Regions from separate parts of the Mus musculus genome. Here region 1 is linked to region 2. Evidence: chromatin contacts called from public promoter capture Hi-C data. All regions are on one chromosome and are shown on one strand. Each heading gives the region's core, a stretch centred on a gene start, on an enhancer-like site or on the middle of the called end of the contact. The rest is flanking DNA. Distances are from core to core; before and after follow the strand shown.

The links. Promoter capture Hi-C pulls out the DNA fragments that hold promoters and counts their contacts.
Region 1: a contact with region 2 is called in a promoter capture Hi-C map of pre-B cells. The contact joins the enhancer-like site here to the promoter of Ttc38 in region 2. A contact is called at or near these places in 1 of 39 promoter capture datasets (pre-B cells), 1 of 115 datasets of contacts at active chromatin or transcription factors (the 230-238 cell line) and 1 of 9 other capture datasets (liver).

Annotation. Positions count from the first base shown.
Region 1 is chr15:86,200,504-86,206,112 of GRCm38.p6, forward strand. No RefSeq gene overlaps it. Among named protein-coding and RNA genes, the nearest start is that of Gm22818, 9.3 kb to the right of the region's middle. Within about 2 kb of position 2,323, at least 157 of the 459 cell types and tissues checked have an H3K27ac peak or open chromatin away from gene starts, as enhancers often do. A contact at or near this core is called in the 230-238 cell line, liver and pre-B cells, where this site is marked.
Region 2 is chr15:85,830,150-85,835,571 of GRCm38.p6, forward strand. It overlaps Ttc38 (tetratricopeptide repeat domain 38), which reads left to right and starts at 2,155. Exons shown (of 14, transcript NM_001033337.4): 1 at 2,155-2,270; 2 at 2,998-3,075; 3 at 4,341-4,422. The coding sequence starts at 2,250.

The DNA of each region.
Region 1 (5,609 bases), core at 1,073-3,572, 370 kb after region 2:
GGTGTTTGATCAGGTTTGGGTTCCAGGTTCAGTGAAAGAAAAAAGAAAAGAAAAGAACAAAGAAAAGAAGAGAAAAGAAAAGAAAGGAAAGGAAAGGAAAAGAAAAAGCAAGGTGAAAAGAAACGGAGGTAGGTACCTGATGTTGGCATTTTGTCTAGGCTCCGCCCCACGGTTACCTGGCAACAGCCAGGTGTGACTGACTCTATAAAAGGGGCTGCTTGCTGCCTCCTCTCTCTTGCCTTTTTGTTCCTGCTCTGTCCTCTTGTCCCTTACCCTCTTTCTCCCCACTCCCCTCCCCTCTCTCTACTTGCTCATGGCCGGCATGAGGCACCCGCTTCCCCCACACCTGACTGCACACCCACCAAACACCTGACATCAACCTGTGCCTTCTATACATACCCTCTGCCACATGTGCACACACGTGTAAATGCACACACACACACACACACACACACACACACACACACACACACACACACAGTAGAGGGGCTCCAGCCATAGCCTCGGCTAGCAACAGAGGGCTAGTTCGTGACATCCTTGAATGATTCGCTGGCCTCCAGTCTCCAGCTTGCCCACTTGCAAGGGGGATAGTTCAGGGTGGAGCAATGGAATTCCCCCACCGGCTGTGACTGTTTGTTGTGTACATTCTGTGACAGTCCTGGGAGCAACAAGCCTGTGTCACAGGGACAAGTTTTAGGTGCACAGAGCTTGCTTGGCTTGCTGCCTAAACTTGTACAGAAAGAAATCCACCTCCTTCCTCTTTAGAAAAGGAAATAGCCTGGAGTAAACACGAGTGTGTCACTGACTATCTAGCCATAGGGAGACATTAGAAAGAGACCCCCTGCAGGTCAGGCAGATCCAAAGCTGCAGGATCTACATGACACAGAGCAACAACAGGATATCCTAGAGGAGTCCCGGTGAGGATGCAGTGTAGATAGCTTAGTCAAAGCAAGCGAGAGGCCTCAAACCAAACCAGTGACTCATTGTAATGGACATTTGCAAGTAAAGATGTGTGGACAAAAAGAATATGCTGTGTGACACGCTGTGACACGCTATAGCTTCCACCATGAGACTTTTGTTTGTTGGGAGGGTTCTTTTTGCTTTGTTTTTGTTTTCTATTTTAATTTAGTTTCTTTTGTGGGGGAGGTTGCAAGGGCGGAGGGTGGATATGAAGGGATGGGGAGATGAGTGGAATTGGAGCGCATGATGCCATTCACAAAGAATCAATAAAAAGGTTAAATAAGAAAGGAGAAAGAAAGAGACCCCTTTGCCAGGCTGCCACCATCCCATGGGGGCCAACAGTCTCCGAATTAGGACAGCAGGAGCAGCTGACGGCCAGGGCAGGAATCCTCTGTGACCAATCACCCGTGCATTGTGCCTTAAGGAAGTGGGACTGAGCCTGGCATGGTGCCATCGGATCGCTCACGGACTTGAGGAGGATCTGTCTGGTACTGGGGACCCTCAGTCCTACAGATTCTCAGAATCCTTCTTGGAAGAGATGTTTGTTGAGTTGCCTTTGTGCTAAGTAAAGTCCAGTCCCAGGACTTGTCAGGAGACTGCATCTCACCAGGGCAATTCCCCAGTTATTGCTTCTTTGATTTTTACTTATGAGGTATGCAAGATGGAGCAGGTTCCCTCTTTTACAGATGGGTGTGGTTAGGCTCAGAGAGAGGCTGACTAGGATATGCTTGAGTCCCATGAAGCTTGGGCCACCTAAGAGACAGCTCTGGGATCCTACACATGCCCCAGAAAGACATCATCAAGTCAACTGGCACTCGGGACAGGAAAGCATCCGGTGGAAAGCACAAACTGGAGAAATGAGCCTTGGAAATGGGGGTTGGAAACCCTGGGGCTGTGGGGCTCCAGGGGTCTCAGCAACAGGTTGAAAGGATCCTGGAGTCAATGCAGAGAGGACTGGGCAAAGGGAGAAAAAGAAGGAACCCTCTGAGAAGTCTGAACCTAACAGCAGTCCTGGTGTCCCATAGACACCCAGAGCCACTGATGGTTCTTGAGCTACCATTGTGTGATGGGCCACACGTCTCTGGAGAAGAATGGGCCGTCATGGTGGGGAGAGATTCCTGGGGGAAGCTGGTGGGAGTCAGGGTCCTCTCCCTTGGTTTGCATAGTCCCTGCTGTGCCATGGGCAGGACCCTTGGCAGGTTGGAAAACCAGCTGTGGCTGGGACAGGCAATAGCAGCATCTGGGGCCAGTGACTGACAGGAGTCAGAGAGAAAAATAAGGAAGTGGGCAGGGCGTGCTCTCAAGCCCAGCTCCGGCTCTGTCTGCCACGTCCTCCCTGGCATCTGCCTGCTGCCTGCAAACCACATTCCAGCTTTGACAGCCCTTAGGAAGGAGCCCTGAGCTGAGAACCCACAGTGGGTAGCCTAGGGTTGAGGATCTATCTAGTTGCTCAATTTCGGCTTTAAAAAAAAGAGGAGGCTCTGACTCAGCTCTCTGTTCCCTTTAACCTCTCCCCTCTCTACTCCAGTTCTCCCCCCGCCCCACCCCACTCATCTGCCTCCCCCAGATCTCGACAGAAGGTCTGTGGGTTGGGCGGGGCAGAAACCATAATCCTCAATTTATAGGCTGGAAAGGTGAAGCCCAGGCCACTTCCCCACCCCCTCCCAACACTACCAAGTCTGCACCAGAAAGGACAAGACCCAGCCCTGAGCTAAGCCCATTCTTCTCACCCCAGAAGAACCTGAAGACCTGACTCTGACCCTTTCACCCCTCCACTGTAAACTGGGTGGTAGGATCAGGAAGGGCCAAGAGTGTCCTGTGCTTTGGGACAAGGCTTCTGTGGCTCTATAGCCTTCTGGGTCTAGTTTATTTGATGAGCATGCTCTGAACATCCAGCCTGCTGCTGACCAGAGACACTGTGAGGAAGGTTGTCGCCTGCTGGGCTATCCACCTAGCCAGAACTGTGAGGCTAGAACGAGGAGCTGGGTTTCAGACACAGTCCGTCTGAGGACTTGCTAGATGCAGAACGAGCAGTGAGGATAACAGACCGTATGGCAGCCTCTACTCAAGGGGTCCAGTTCCCTGCTGGAGATGAGTCCTTTGCCTGCCATAGTGGGCTATCTGCTGGCCAATCCCTTCCACACAGGGCTTGGCATCCAAAGTGGATATGCTTAGCAGTAACTTCCCCAACCTCCCACCCTCCCACTGCCTTGTGAGGGTCAGGAGAGGGAAGCAAAGATGGTTAGGAGCCTGGCGGTGGTGGCACATATGTTTAATCCCAGCACTCAGGAGGTAGAGGCAGGGCAGAGCTCTGTGAGTTCGGGGCCAGCCTGCTCTACAGCGAAACCCTGTCTCTAAGAACCAGAAAACTGGTTAAGGGAGGACTTTGGGTTCCATGCAGGCATAAGAGGTCCTGCTTCCATGGGGCTCCTTGACACTGCCAAGGCTCCTCATCTCCAACACATTTTCTTATTGAGCAGCTCCACCCCAGGCAGCCTAAGACACTCATTCTTTCTGGATAGTGCTCTTCCCTGGTGGTAGGCTGCCCTTAGCCCAATCCTTCATCTAGCAGCAAGAGAGGGAGGGACAGCTGCAGGACTGACCCTGGCCTGAGTCACAGGGTCATGGCCTCTGTCAACAGCCCTGGGGTTGCAGAAGCTGTGGAGGCTGGGTGCTTCCCCCCCCTAGGAGTCTGTTCTCTTCTTCAGTACCCAGAGATGTGAAGACCACAGCAGCTCAAGGATGAAAGGGGGCCAGGAAGCAGGAAGCTGGAGAGAGCGAGGGTGGAGCCTGCCCAGGGTTGGCCTCCAGGGCCTCTTCCCAGCTGCACTGTGTGTCATCAAGGTCATTGTAACATTTTCCTGTAATTAAGAGCAAGGAGAGAAGGGCTCAGGAAGAGTTGGATCCAAGTGGCAAAAGCTCCACTGAAGTTTTCTTTCCTTTCTCCTGTCGCGCATGCGTGCGGGTTTGTTCTCCCTCTCCTGCGCAAATGGAGGAACCTAGTCCCCGCCCCCTCCTGCACTCTGAGCCTCCCATTTGACAGTTGCTGCCTTTGGGGACAACTCACAGTGTCAGACACTCACTGCTTCTCCAGGTGTCACTCCGGAAAACCCTGGGGCCAATGAGACCGAGACAACACTAAGGAGCCGTGTGCATGGGGTCGGAGGGGCTTGCTCACCAGAGCCAGGGTGTGCAGCGCCTGGACAGACGCTCTCGCGGTGCTCTCTCTGCTGCCAGGGAACTCTTTCTGACTTACCTGTCCACTTGTGTGATACATTCATCCTGAAAGTCCCCTGGTTGTCCCAGCTTGTTCAATGTATCAGATACATCCATCCAGCATCTCTGCCCTGGACCCTCTTTGTTTTGCAATAAGACAATTTAAATATCTTATGAATTGAAAATAGACAAACTATCAGACACCTCAAAGGCTGGAACTCTTCAAACCCCACTTGCAGAAATCGCAGTGAACCAACCTCACTGGGAACAAGGGGATGCTGACATGAGGAGATTACAATGGGCTGGTGTAGTGGTTTGAATAGGTTTGCCCCCCCCCCCCAAGTGTTTGAATGCTTGGCCCATGGGGAGTTGCACTAGTAGGAAGTGTGGGCCAAGTTATAGAAGGCGTGGCCTTGTTGGAGGAGGTGTGTCATTGTTGGGGTGGGCTTTGAGGTTTCTATGTTCAGGCTTCTCTCAGTGGGTAAGATAATCTCCTCCTGGCTGCCTTCAGATCAAGATGTAGAACTGGGCTTCTCCAGCACCATGTCTGCCTGGATGCTGCCATACTTCCTGCCAGGATGATAATGGACTGAACCTCTGAAACTGCAAGTCAGCCCCAGTTAAATGTTGTCCTTTGTAAGAGTTGTCTTGGTCATGGTGTTTTTTCACAGCAATAGAACCCTAACTAAAACAGCTGGAGAGACAGCCTAGCAGTTAAGAGCACTGGCTGTTTTTCTGTTGGATTTCCTGCACCCTCATAGTGGCTCAGAGTCTGTAACTCCACTTCCTGGGAATCCAATGCCCTCTTCTGGCCTCCACGGGAACTGCATGTGCATGGTGCACAGTCATGTATGTAGGCAAACCACCCATACACATAAAATAAAATAAATAAAAAGAGGCATGGCTAGCTTCTGCTATGGGAAAGCTTCACCATAGTAAAACTGATGAGTGATCACGCAAGGCAGGCTTTGTAAGATATACTGGCAATATAGTACATGTATCCTGATAAATAACTTGCCCTTAGCTAACCTTCAGCCCAGGCAGGACTATTAACACTAAGGTGCTTTTAGAAGTTGATTTGAATGGTCATCCATCTTCCAGAAAGCCCTGCATTTTAGTGGACTAGGGGGATAGAAAAGGTCTGCCCCTAAGCCTTGTCCAGGGGTGAGTGGTATAAGCCAATCAGAGTGATTGCTGTAGGGATGGCAAGTTCAGCCAATCTTGGAGACTATAGATTCCCTCCCCCCTCAATTATCAGATGTGTCAGGTCAGTCCATCTGTTATATAAAAGAACGTGGCTAGAGAAATGGCTTACTTAGCAATGTGTTTGCTGCACATATAAAAAAACTGGGCACAGTGGTCCATGTCTGTAACTCCACGGCTGGGGAGGTAGTGACAGGGGTTCCTAGTGTTTGCTGGTTACTCTAGCCAAA
Region 2 (5,422 bases), core at 905-3,404:
TTAGTTACTTTGTTAGTGGGTTCTTAGTTCATTGGTCTCCTCATAATATCTCCTCTGGCTCAGGCTTCTCCTGGCTCAACTGTCACCAACTGTCTTCTCAGTGGGCTAGCCCAATTCACTTTCAAACTGTCTTACTATTTTCTCTTCTCCTCTCTCCGATCCTCTCCCCTCCTCTCCCCTCCCCTCCCCTGCCCTCCCCTCCCCTGCCCTCCCCTCCCCTCTTCTCTTCTCCAGTACAGTCTTCTTTCTTCCTGCATCAACTATCTTCTCTGACCTGTCTCTTCTGTCTCCTGGACCCTACTCCTACCTCTTCCCCAATCCTATTCTCTCTCCTCACCACTCTCTGCTGGCTTTTTATATCCTCTCCCATTCCCAGCAGTCCAAGAGCTAGATGGTCCATGGAGAGCCAAGGGTCATTTAAAGGGCCAGGCACGTAAAATACTGCATACTCTGCCCAGCCCCTTGGCTTCTTCGTGGCGTCTTGGGGCCGCCTGGTTATGCAGGAATGGAACGCTGATGATTTGAGTCCTGGATCACTCCGACTTCTCAGCCTCCAGATTCTTCTCCAAAATGATGGTCTTGGTTGACACCAGAGTGTGGGAAATAAGGGAACAGAGAATTCGACTGATTCGGGTGAAAAATTCAAGGGGACAGGACACAAAAAACTCATTCATCAAGACAGTGTCTTTACTGAAGTACTATTCACATAAAGCTACCCATTTAGAAGGGTAAAGCTACAAGATATTAAGTACAAACTCAATGGGTTTTTTGTTGTTGTTGTTTTGTTTTGTTTTGTTTTCGAGACAGGGTTTCTCTGTATAGCCCTGGCTGTCCTGGAACTCACTCTGTAGACCAGGCTGGACTCAGAAATCCACCTGCCTCTGTCTCCCAAGTGCTAGGATTAAAGGCATGCACCACCATGCCCAGCCAAACTCATTTTACAGTCAAATATCTTGTTACCCCAAAAGACAATCCTACTAGCACTGACTGTTACCACTCATCCTCTCCAACCCTGGCCTCCAGCCGCCTGCCTTCTGTCTCTATGGTTCTGGTATTCTGGATGTTTAACATATACCTGATGATGGTGATGATGGTGGTGGTGGTGATGATGAAGAGGAGGAGGAGGATGTGTGTGTATTCTTTTGTGTCCGATTTCTTTTCTTTTTTTTTTTTTTTCTTTTTTTGAGACAGGGTTTCTCTGTGTAGCTCTGGCTGTCTTGGAACTCACTCTTAGACCAGGCTGGACTCAGAAATCCACCTGCCTCTACCTCCCAGTGCTAGGATTAAAGGCGTGCGCCACCACTGCCCGGCTTGTGTCTGATTTCTTTCACTTAGCGATAGCATTATGAATTTTCCAGCCTCTCCACCCTCACTGCCCAGCTGACTCCCACAAAATGTCTGGAAGCTCCTACAGAGAGGAAGGGGAGAGGGAGACTGTCCCAGGGCAGCAGAGAGTTTTGAGTGAAGCTTGTCAATGGCTTAGCCAAAAATTGAGCAGCGAGTGCCTGAGGCTGGGCAAGTGGAGGAAAGCTTCCTAGAACTTTCCAGTGACAGCCAGGCCTGGTGGGAGGGACAGGTCTGTAATGCTGACAGCTCGAGGCAAGCAGATTGAAAGTTCAAGACCTGCTTCGGCCACAAAGCTGATCTAAGATTGGCCTGAGCAATTAAGTGGGATCCTAATTCAAAACGGGGATGGGGGACGGGGGATGGGGTACAGCTCTTGACTAGATGCACGAGGCTCCAAGATTGGCCCAGAACTCCCATGCCTCCCTCTGGCCCAGTGAAGGAGACTGGGAGAGGCTGGACAGCAAGCACCCATGCCATCAGATGAGCAAGAAAGATCCTGGAATTTAAACCTAAGCTGGGCACCTCTACCCACGTGGGGTTCAGGAGTAGAGGCTGCAGCTGCCAGGCTAGTTTTGAGCACCTCACCTGGGAAATGCGACCGGTTATACCCTCCCATTCTCTTTACCCCCACCCATTCCTCCTCCCCTTCCTCCCACACCCACACCTACACCCACACCTCCCACATCCACCAGGGAACCTGTGGGTCGGAGAGATCTGACCCTGAGATGAGCTGCGCATGTGCGTCCCAAGCCACCAATGAGAGATCCGGATAGCGCGGCCGCCCTCGCTTCGCCCCGCTCCGCCCCCTTCCGCAATCAATAACACCCTCACTTCCCCAGACCCTCTCAGAGACTCCAAAAGCTTTGACCGGTGCTGTCACTCTGCAGACCAAAGCTATAATCATGTCACTGCGAGACTGCCAGGTACGCGCACCGGTTCGGCTGGGTCCTCCTCGGTCCGGGAGTTGACCCAGCGCCGAGCTGTTGAGATCAAACCTATAGGTCACCCGGAGTCAGGCAGGGAACCTGGACCTGAGCTCGCTGTGCATAGGCAGCCCAGGGTGGACTCCAAAGTGGTTCCCAGTCAAGTGCACCGGTGGAAGCTTGTGAACTGGGTTTGAATGCAGGAAACGGTTCATTGAAGCCACCCATTTGGGGGGCCCGGGTTTTGAACCCATTTTTTAGACCAGGAAGATGCTTGCCCCAGCCACCTGATTTCCAAGTCTTGGGGAAGTGCAGCCTTTTGCTTGCCAGGACTTAAGGGCATGTCCCACGCCCAAGGGTGATCCGGGCACTGTGCACCCTGACGGCTGTCAGGTCACCGAGGGCAGGCAGCCTTAGTAATCTGAAGGTTTTGCAACTGCAGGTTGCAATGGGAGAGGAGATGCTAGGCGTTGGCAGGTAGTACACCCCTTACTAGGCCTGTGACAAGCCAGACATCCTTCAAGTTACACATTTGAACTCTGACCTCCTCCACCAGGGGCCAGGCTTCCTACCGTTCCTGGTAATGACCCTCCTATTTGCTGTCTGCCTTCTGGCTGACCCTTGAACTCACCTCATTGGACCCTCTAAGGTATTTTACAGAGTAGTAAAACCAAGAGTTTGGGGGCCTCAGCCGAGGAAAACCTGGTGTCCCTTTCCTGTTGTGTAGGCGTGGAAGAATGCTGGGCTCCCACTCTCAACCACAAGCAATGAAGCCTGCAAGCTGTTCGATGCCACCTTGACTCAGGTATGCAGGCCCAAGAGACTCAGGGCCCCTTCTTGAACGGTTCTGAGGGGGGCTTTTGATTGGTGAATGGTCTGTAAACCCCACTGCAGAGAAGAGCTGACCTCTGCCACAGAGGTCCAACAATATGGGAAGCATCTCTGCCAGTCCCAGCTGCCTTGTCCCTAAGGTTCCCAGTTCAAGGGTGGACAGCAATGGATGCCCCAAGGGGGCCTGGAAATGTTGAGCTGCCACAAAGGCATGAGGTGTTCTGAAGCTTTTACCATGTTAGCTGGACCGGGGCTTCCCAGCCGTTCCCAGTCATTGCTACACTAGTGAAGTATTCTATAGTAAAAAGACTTGGGCACTTACAGGAGAGGGGCCAGGGTCTCAGCCGCTTTCTTACCAGATTGGATAAAGGAGACTCAGAGAACTGAACTGACGAGCCAAACGTTATACATCAGAGGCAGAGCCAAGGTGTGCCTGAGTCTGAAGACACAGATAGAAAGCAGAGGCTGGGGCTAGAGATGGCTCAGTGGTGAAGAGCACTGACTGCTCTTCCAGAGGTCTTGAGTTCAAATCCCAGCAACCACGTGGTGGCTCACAACCATGTGTAATGGGTTCCGATGCCCTCTTCTGGTGTGTCTGAGGACAGCTACAGTGTACTCATATACATAAAATAAAATTTTTTAAAAAAGAAAAGAAAGCAAAGACTAGCCTTTCCAGCCTTCTCGTCTCTAACTGTAGTGAACACCGACCATGCTCTTTCCGTTTGGTTTCTACTGTAGCCCAGCCTGGCCTGGAATCTACAGCGATCCTCCTGACTCAGTCTCTGGGATTATGGGTGTAAGCCACCGTGCCCAGTTTAGGAATTATTTCTGAGAGAAATGAAGCAGAAATTGTGTGAGTGGACTCCGTGGCTCCTCTTAATGCTGAAGGAGGGGGCGTACCACACCTCTTGGGAGGGGCCTGCTTTCCCTCAGTTCTTTACTGTCAGTGAGCATCCCCAGGAAGTGTCATCCAATCACGTGTCTCTAGTCTCTTCCTAGAGGACTCACTAAGTTAGACCCCTTTTGGGTGAGGGTCCAGAAAATGCTCAGTGTTCTAGAAAGAAAAATAACTCAGGTCTGGGACTCCCTCAGTAGTAGAGAGCTGTGTGAGACTGAGTTTGATCCCCAGCACTCCTGATCAATAATTAGTTAATTAATTAATCAATCTGAGTTTGGATACATGCCCTCACTGATACTAAGAGCCGTGAGGGCAGATTGGTTCTGCATTTTTCCTTCCAGTACGTCAAGTGGACCAATGACAAGAGTCTTGGTGGCATCGAGGGCTGCCTGTCAAAGCTCAGGGCAGCGGATCCAACCTTTGGTGAGTAGAGAATCGCCTGTCACGTGCCCTGACTGCAGGGACTCACTTGTCACTTGGCTGGGAGGGCACACTGCAGGCAGTGGCTAGCTTGACACCGCACAGAGTGGGGAATGATGACTGCTACCTTTGCGTTTGGAGCTATGGCTGCCCCTGTGAGGATGCCATTTCCAGGGAAGGCTCAAGGCCTGTGGTTCTCAACCTTCCTAATGCTGCTACCCTTTAAAGCAGTTTTGAGTGTTAACGTTTCCCAATTCTAAAATTATTCCATTGCTACTTCATAACTGTTTAAGTGTGCTACTATTATGAAATCATAATATAAATATCTGTTTTCTGATGGTCTTAGGTGACCCCTGCAAAAGGGTCGTTCGTCCCCCAAAGGGGCTACACCCACAGGTTATAAACTGCTACCCTGGATCTTTTCTCTAGCTATCATCAGTTTGACTTACAACACCACCTCTACTTCTTAGATGAGGAAAACAGAGGCTCAGTGACAATGAGACACATACCTAAGTCTAGCTGGCTCTAAAGCCCAGAATCCTAGAACACAGGAGATGGCTCCTGAAACCTTTGTCAGGGGTCTCAAGACACCTCCAGAACCACTAAAGCTGGATGGAAATGGAGGGCAGAGCCTGGCTTATGGGAGAGCCTTGTGTGTATTGGACTGGGGGAGGTCAGTAGAGTATATTTCAGAACCCCAGATGGGTGGCCCATCCATGTGTTAAGTGAGGTTCCTGGGATTTGAGAAGACTGTGAAAGGGAGACAGATGTTAGGGGTGTTCTTAACACCTGCAGCAACATAGCTCAGCTAAAGCCAGGGTGAGCCACATGCCACCATAGGGACAGGTAGTGGTCAGAGTGGACTCAGGTTGTGAACAGAGGTGCTGAGGGAGCTGGGTTAGGGGTGTCCTAGTATTATGGTTCTTTTTTGCCAGGCCAGTGTCAGTGATTTAGTTTTGCACACTAGGGGGCACTCTATCTTTCTCAAGATGGGGCTGGAAAG